Linked DNA regions of Anser cygnoides: region 1 is linked to region 2. The links are chromatin contacts, called in public Hi-C maps. All regions are on one chromosome and are shown on one strand. Each heading gives the region's core, a stretch centred on a gene start, on an enhancer-like site or on the middle of the called end of the contact. The rest is flanking DNA. Distances are from core to core; before and after follow the strand shown.

Evidence for each region. A called contact is a pair of places that touch in the nucleus more often than the background predicts.
Region 1: a Hi-C map of granulosa cells shows a contact between it and region 2, with 2.4 times the contacts expected there. The contact joins the promoter of MTBP here to the promoter of COL14A1 in region 2. A contact is called at or near these places in 2 of 7 Hi-C or Micro-C datasets (granulosa cells and liver).

What each region holds. Positions count from the first base shown.
Region 1 is chr2:150,241,429-150,245,486 of Taihu_goose_T2T_genome, forward strand. It overlaps MTBP (MDM2 binding protein), which reads left to right and starts at 1,657. Exons shown (of 22, transcript XM_048048879.2): 1 at 1,657-1,802; 2 at 3,168-3,248. The coding sequence starts at 1,733. MRPL13 (mitochondrial ribosomal protein L13) reads right to left here and starts at 1,675. Exons shown (of 7, transcript XM_048048899.2): 1 at 1,535-1,675. The coding sequence starts at 1,561.
Region 2 is chr2:150,076,960-150,081,479 of Taihu_goose_T2T_genome, forward strand. It overlaps COL14A1 (collagen type XIV alpha 1 chain), which reads left to right and starts at 1,711. Exons shown (of 49, transcript XR_010828773.1): 1 at 1,711-1,844.

The sequences.
Region 1 (4,058 bases), core at 407-2,906, 160 kb after region 2:
CCGTTCACCACCACTCTCTGGGCCCAGCCATCCCGCCAGTTTTTAACCCAGCAAAGCGTGTACCTGTCCAAGCCATGGGCTGCCAGCTTCTCTAGGAGAATACTACGGGAGACTGTGTCAAAGACCTTGCTGAAGTCTAGGTAGACTACGTCAACAGCCTTCCCACATCCACTGGGCGGGTCACCCGGTCATAGAAGGAGATGAGGTTGGTCAGGCGGGACTTGCCTTTCAGGAATCCATGCTGACTGAGCCTGATCCCCCATTTGTCCCGCATACATTACACGATTGCACTCAAGATGACCTGTTCCATCACCTTTCCTGGCACCGAGGTCAGGCTGACAAGCCTGTAGTTCCCCGGGCTCTCCTTACGACCCTTCTTATAGATGGGTGTCACATTAGCACATCTCCAGTCATACAGAACCTCTCTGGATGACCATGACCGCTGATAGATGATGGAAAGCGGCCCAGCAATCACGTCCGCCAGCTCCCTCAGCACCCTCGGGTGGATGCCATCTGGCCCTATGGACCTGTGACAGTCCAGGTGGAGCAGCAGGTCTCTAACTGCTTCCACGTGAACTGGGGGGAGTCAGCGGGGGAGATCTGCTCTCCATCCCAGACTTCCAGGTTGGGAGGCTGAATACCCCGAGGATAAGTGCTCTGGCTAGTAAAGACAGATGCAAAGAAGGCATTGAGAACCTCAGCCTTTTCCTTATCCTCAGTAGTCACGTTCCCCCCTGCGTTCAGTAAAGGATGGAGATTCTCCTTGGCCCTCCTCTTGCCATTAATATATTTATAAAAGCATTTTTTGTTATCCTTGACCATAGTGGCCAGGTTGAGCTCGTGCTGGGCTTTGGACTTCCTGATTTTTTATTCTCTGCATATGCTGGCAACTGCCTTGTACCCTACCTGAGTTGTCTGCCCCTTCTTCCACCAGACATAAACTCTTTTTTTTTCTCCCAGACACACAGCAAAAGTTCCCTGTTCAGCTATGCCGGTCTTCTTCCCCACCGGCTCATCATACGGGGACAGACTGTTCCTGAGTCTTTAAGACCTCCTGTGCTGCACTTGCTGCTTGAAGTGGTTCATCGAATGGTTTGGGACTGAAGGGACCTTAAAGCCCACCCAGTTCCAACTCCCCTGCCATGGGCAGGGACACCTCCCCCCAGCCCAGGCTGCCCAAAGCCCCATCCAGCCTGGTCTTGAACACCTCCAGGGATAGGGTACCCACAGCGTCTCTGGGCTGCCTGAGAAACACCTAAATACGCTTCTGTGCCTACTAACAACCCTAGCCGCCTTCAGCGGGCAGCCTTTTCCCTCTCAGCCCCCTTTCCTTCCCCAGCAGTCCCACAGCGGGCACTGCCTGTTCCCTCCAGCATCAACCACGACGAGGGGCCGGCCGCGGGGCAGCAGAGCAGTGCCCGGCCATGGCACCCCCTCACCCTCACAAAATGGCGGCCGCCAGCAGCCCGCCGTGACACGGAGGACAGCGCCCACCGCGGTATCCCCTCGCCCAAAGGGCCAGCCCCGCGCTCACCTGGGCAGCCTTGGTGTAACTGGCCATGGCCGCTGCGGCTCAAGGGGAAGGGAAGCGGAGCCCATCGGCGGCGGCCGCCCCGGGAAGCGGAAACGTCGCCCTGCGAGGGGCGGTGCAGGGGCGGGTAGCGCGGGCTGCTCGGAGCCCTGATGGTGGTGGCGGCTCCGTCTCCCTCTCCCTGCCCGTCCTCGGCCGGCCATGGACCGCTACGTGCTGCTCCTCAGCTGGGGAGAGCGCAGGGCTGAGGGCGGTGGGGAGCCCGGAGCAGGTATCGCTGCATCGGGGGGGCGATGCTGAAGAGGGGCTGCCGCCGAGGAGGGGGGGACGCGGGGCACGGCACGAAGCGGGAGCCGCCGCCGTGAGGGCTGGAGACCGGGAATTACCCGCGGTGTGGCTTTCCTAGGGCACGTAGGTGGACTGTGTCTCCTAGAGATGTGATCCTTGAGTTCTTGTGCTTTCACCCGGTTAATCGATGCCCCTGCCTCAAACGTCTCTGGGGTTGTTCTCGAAGGCTTTTTCTTTATGTTTTTTGGTCTGGGGTCTGTGCGCAGGTGGGTTTTCAGGATTATTACCTTGATAAAAATCTTTCAGAACAGAAGACTTTAATGAATTAAGCCTTCAGAAACTTAGATTATTTGAGTTTTGTTACAACGCTGATGTTAGCTAACTAGAAGATTTCAGAGATATCACAGGAGGGTTGAGGCTGGCAGGGCCCTCTGGGGTCCATCTGGTCCCACCCCAGCTCAAGCAGGGACACCCAGAGCAAGGTGCCCAGGTCCACGTCCAGGTGGCTTTTGAAGATCACTAAGGTGGAGACACCACTGCCTCTCTGAGCAACCTGTGTCAGTGCTTGGTCACCTGCACAGCACAGAAGTGCTTCCTGATGTTCAGAGGAACCTCCGGTGTTCCAGTTCATGCCCAATGCCTCTTGTCCTGGCACTGGGCACCACTGAAAAGAGCCTGAGTCTGTCCTCTTTGCACCCTGCCTTCAGCTACTGATATATGGTGATAAGATCTTCCCATAGCCTTTTCTTCTCTAGGTTGAATGGTCCCAGCTGTCTCAGCCTTTCCTTGTAGAAGAGGTGCTCTAGTCCCCTGATCATCTTTGTGCTCCTCCGCTGGATTTTTCCCAGCATGTCCAGGTCTCTGTTGTACTGGGGAGCACTGATCTGGTCACAGCAGTCCTGGTGCAACCTCACCAATGCTGATCACCTCTCTTGACTTGCTGATGATACTTGCCTAGCGCAACCAAGAATACCATTAGCGTTCTTAGCTGCAAAGGCACGCTGCTGGCTCATGGTCAACACAGTGTCCACCAAGACCCTCAGGACCTTTTCTGCCCCCAGCATGTACAGGTGTCCGGGGTTGTTCCTCCCTGGGTGTAGGACTTCGCACTTCTTGCTGAACCTCATGAGGTTCTTGTCAGCCCGTTTCTCCAGCCTGTAAATCTATATACCCAGTAGTTTAACTAGAACTTTATAAAATTAGTCTTTTTAAACTCCTGTAAATCTGTACTTGACACCTTTTTTAAAACTAAACTTTTAACGTTAAACTGAACTTTAAACTGCATTTGTAATAAGCAAGACTTAACTTCCGAAAGTCAGCAAATTTAAGAAAAACTTTTTTTTTCCAGCTGTGACTGCTGCAAATATATATAAACTTCTGAAAGAAAACTGTAATTCATCTATAAATGCAGATGCAAGGACTTTTCCAGGTAAGTATAGTAATATATTCCAAATGTTATCAAGGAATTGGCATAGGCAAATTTATTGTCTGCATGAAACCAATCAGAAACTTGAGAAAATCCAGTTTCTCTTGCTCTTGCTACCGTTTCTATGGAGAACTGATTTTACTTCAGCAGCTCAGTTGTTAGCAGATGATTAAATATACTGGGCACTGGAAATGAAAGACAAGTGTTTTGAAAGGCTGACAAATTTCAATCTATTTTAAGAGCGACTGAGAGCAGAAAAGGGCTTGTTTCTCATGTCAGTGGGAAGCTTGATATTTTCATGCCTACAATTTTTGTTACTCCTGTTCTCTCTTCTAATTTTTTCAGTGGAAGCAATATATATCTGTTGGCTAGCAATTCAGAACCATAAACCATGAGTATTTATTAAATCATTTAATCATCTTAAAATAGATTTCTGAAGATCTGCTTTAGTACTTTTAGTTTAGCTTTTTTAATAATACTGATGCTTTTGTATTTCTTTACTTGGTTTGTATATCTGGCTGTTAAAGCTGACCTCATTGTCAGAACTGTCATCTGATTATTCTTCATGTGAACCAACATAAGTTGTCAAAATCCATTTAGGTGTGAATGTTGAGCTGTTTTCAACTTTTGTAATTTTTATTGCATGGAAATGTAGAGAGAGCATCTCGTTTTACTAACTGCATTAATGATATTTATGAAAGTCATTAAGAGGTCAACAACTTTGTTACTTATTAATAATTGAAAGATCATTAATAGTTAGACACTTAGACACATACCTACACTTCAGTATGCTTAGGTCTTCAATATAATGCC
Region 2 (4,520 bases), core at 461-2,960:
ACAGACTTATCCATCTACGTCCTTGTCTTCTGGTAACTATTATTTAGCTAAGTACATAAATTAGGGACTGAAAAGGTATAACATGTGTCACACTTAGCATCAATGAGCTGAACATTTTATGGCTTCAGAGGAATCATTACCCTGCAAGCTACTCTCTTCTTGGCTGGTACAAAGCGTTAGCCGTTGCACACACCTGGGAGTACCACAGAATAACAACATCTAGGAATGCTTTTTAGCATTTGCTATACGAAACAACAGGACTCAAAGTGTCTTTAAAGCTTACACACTTCTGTAGTTTCCATAGAAAAATATCTGTGTATGGTGACTTTGGACAAGAGCCTGCAAGACTGGGAATCCTACCCAGCCACAGAAGGTCCTGCTTTATGGAGTTTAGACACAGTCATCTCCCCGAGACTTACTGTGTTCCCCTTCCCTCAAAGGGAGTCCTACTTATGTGAACAAGGCGATGCACGTCTCTCTTTTCACTTCTGCCTCTTGTTTCTTAACTGCAGTCCTTCGGTGATTTCATTTGTAATTTTATACAGATGACCAGGCACATTGAAATGAGTATTTTCACTCACCTCTTAAATTCTAGGGACTTACAAACTTCGTGAGTAGTAGCCTTAACTGTAAATCCAGTAGGGTATACTGTGAGGTGAATCAAATTTGTGTATGAATACAGATTCTGCAGTTCCACTTCCCCATTGCTGTGTCTACATAGATGGCAAAAATGCGCACATGTACTACAACGCTTTTAATCAAGGTTTATACTAAGCCAGACAAACACTGGAACACTTTATTATAAATATTTCCCCGATTAATCATCCATCAGCGCAATAACCAGCACTGGGGGAATAGCATTCCTAGCCACACTGTGGGGCAGGCACCTTTTAAATCATTGATAACGAAGTGAATGAGCAACTCCGGGAGGAGGAGAGGGAGTTAAGAGGGAGCAGGACCAGGAGAAGTGGGGTGCACCAGGAGAACTGGGGTGCTGACAGGAGAACTGGGGTGCTGACGGGAGAAGCAGGGTGCAGTAGGAGAACCAGGGTGCTGGCAGGAGAACCGGGGTGCTGACAGGAGAACCGGGGTGCTGACAGGAGAAGGGAGGTGCACCAGGAGAACCAGGGTGCTGGCAAGTGAACTGGGGTGCTGGCAGGAGAACAGGGGTGCAGCAGAGAAGCAGGGTGCTGACAGGAGAACTGGGGTGCCCCAGAAAAGCAGGGTGCTGACAGGAGAAGTGGGGTGCTGGTAGGTGAACCGGGGTGCACCAGGAGAACCAGAGTGCACCAGAGAAGCGGGGTGCACCAGGAGAACTGGGGTGCTGACAGGAGAAGTGGGGTACATCAGGAAAACCAGGATGCTGGCAGGAGAACCGGGGTGCACCAGTAGAAACATAGTGCTGACAGGAGAACTGGGGTGCTGAGGGGAGAATGGGGGTGCACCAGAGAGCCGTGGTGCTGACAGGAGAAGTGGGGTGCACTAGAGAGTCATGATTCTGGCAGGAGAACCGGGGTGCACCAGAGAACCGGGGTGCTGAGGGGAGGACCGTGGCGCTGACAGGAGAAGCGGGGTGCTGTGAGGCGAGGCCCAGCCCGGCCGCTCCCGCACCTGGCCGCACCCTCCCGCCGCAGCGCAGGGGCCCGGGGGCGGGGGCTGGCCGGCGGGCCCGGTGCTCGCCTCTTTTCCCCCCTTCTTTCCACCTTCAGCTCTATAACTGCCCGCCTCCTCTCCCTGCCCTCCCTCCTCGTCGGATGCGGCGCTGCGAGGGGAAGAGCAGCCGGAGGGGAGCGGCGCGGCGCAGCAGCACCCCCAGCCCCGGCCGCCCGCCGCTGCCCGCCCAGGTCGGTGCGAGCTCCGCGGTGCTGCCCCGGGTGGGCTGGGGCGGGACGGGTAGGGGCAGGCTCCGAGTCCCAGGGGGGCTCCGAGCCCGGGGCGGCTTCACTGGGCACAGGGGGGGGCGTCCCGCAGCCACCTGCGGGGCCAGCCCCGGGGAGGGCGGCGGGGACCGGAGCGGAGCCGCAGGGAGCGGGCGAAGCTGCTGGGAGCAGGGGACAGAAGCGTCGAGCCTGAGGGGGAGCCCCTTAAAAACTGCAAAAGCCGTACTTTTAAGGATAATTAGAATTTATTAAAGAAAACGCACTTTCAGTTGAGGGTCCGGCTGGGCACGTCCTCCCTCCTTCACTCTCTCAGCGGCCCCAGGCCGGTCTCTTCCCCCGGTTCCCCTGTCCCGGTGCCCCCCGGTAACGGGGCTGCCGCGGCCGGCCCTGCCGTGTGGGGAGGTGGGCGATGAGGGGACTTCACCCGGGTCTCCTGGAGTCCCCCCCAGCTCGGTGGGGACAACAGACCCCCCCGCTGCCCCCCTTTTTGAGCTGAAAAGGGGGAATGTCGCCTTAAAATGGGGGGCTTGGTGGCACCGCTGAGGGGGCTGTGAGAAGTGGGGTGCACCCCAAGAGCACTCTGCTGCCCTGGGGCTGGTCCCACTCCTCCTTGTGGGACGTCGACCCGAGAAACTTGAGTCACTCTGCACCCTAATAAACCACCACTATACGGGTTATGAACCCCCTGGTGCCTCACCGAGGCTGTGGTGTGGCAGGGTGGCTCTAAGCACCGCAGTGCAAGACCTTACGGCCAGCCAGCTGCGCGAAGGCGCTGCAGCTTTGGGCAGGTTTCCTCGGGGCTGAGCTGCTTGGTCCTTGAGATTTGTTCCTTGGCTGAGCTGCCTGGGCCCTGCTCCTTGGCTGAGTTTAACTGGCACCTAGAAACACAGCACTCCTCTGGCAGGTCTTGCCTGGAGCAGGGTGGCTGTACAACAGGTTTGGGGTGTCTCAAACCCCTTCATCCCCCAGGAGAAGGTGACGGGCTGCCTGGCTTGTGTGGATGCTGCGGGCAGCCTGCGGTGTGTAAGCCTTCCCCTTCCCCGGACAGGAGCCGAGGCCACCACAACAGCAAGTGCATGTGGAGCAGCAGGGGTCACCTCACTGGCCGGGCTTTTGGTGTGGAAGGGGAGCCTGGAGTTGGGTTTCTGCTCTCCAAGTTATTCACTCGGATAACTGTTTTACCAAACAGTGGAGAAATATATAAAAAGCAGGGGGAATGGGATGGCTTTTCTGATTCCCTGATAGTGTCAGCCACAAGGTGGCTGCAGACTCGTGGTTGCCTCTGTGTGCCTTTCCTCCTGGAGTGAACCCTGAGGTGCTGGTCTTTGCAGAAGTCAGTTTGTGCCCAGGCTGTCTTTTATCCAGCATCAGTTATGTTTCTCTCAATAAATCATACCTTCTTCCCGTGATAGCTGTTCTCTGAAATGAGCAGGAGAGAGTGTTCCTATACAGCACTGCATGTCAGTTAATATTTATAACCCTTATCTGGGAGGAGGGTTTATATCAAAACTAGCAAATGGGGAGCTGAGCCACCACTGTGAGTGGCTATTTTAATATCTGGGTTATTATATGGAAAGAAACTTACACATAGTGGTGACCGAATTGAAGAATCAGTTGTGTATTGTCCTTTGAAGAGTCACCATTTACACACTTCAGGTTATATTCCTGAGGTGGGGAGAAGCTTTGATATGCAATGTAAGTTGCACAAGGGGTGCTGTTTAGGACTTAGCTCTCTTTGTTTGCCCTATTGCCTGTCACTAGGCAACTGCCTGCTGATGCTGGCTCATCTGGATCCAGTCCTTGGATGTTTGACTCCTTGTGTTTGTGTAGTAGAAAGCCTGGGCACTTGGCTTGGGTTTTTGAATTCTATCTGGAGGATGTGTCCTAAGAACCAGGCATAGCAATACCTCAGTTTTGGGCACATGGTTTTGTTATTAGATGTAGTTATTTCTCTCTGTCTTGAGAGATTCATGCTGTAAGAGATGGATTCAAAATATGTACCTGAGTAGCGTGGAACTTGTTGATAATTTGACTAAAACTTAGGTAACCCCCTGTGGGGATAGAACTTCAAATGACGAAGTCACCTGTATATTTTGAGGTGGCATACCAAATATCCATGATTGGGATTTGTGACATTAGACCTACCAAGGACTGGGATAACTATGGTAAATTGTAAATATCTTTTACAAGAGAGAAGGAGGTATAGGATTATCCTCTCATCTGTTCAATACTGGTTGAGGTACTTCAGGTTGTCTTTTGTATTCTTAGATAGTGGTTGGACCACTTGCATTACGCCTTCCTCAGAAGACATCGAAAACGGGGAAGGTAAATTAAGTGGTGGTGTCCTAGGGATATTAGAGAAAATTACATGGAAGGTTAAGGGGAGGGGCTTGCAAAGCAGAAATACGTAAACCAAAGTTTACCAAAGCAAACCTTCAAATGCTGAGTCTTTGACAAAATTAATTTAATTCTCCAGTAAAATACTAACAGGAGAGGGCAGCAAAAATTCTTCTTCCTAGCCCAGAAAATTGACCAAAACTAGTGAAGTAAAGTTTGGTGATAGGTAAATATTTAAAAGCATGATGTTATGATCATGATGCATCTTGGGAGGTGCTCCTATGTACGTTGAGTAACTCTACT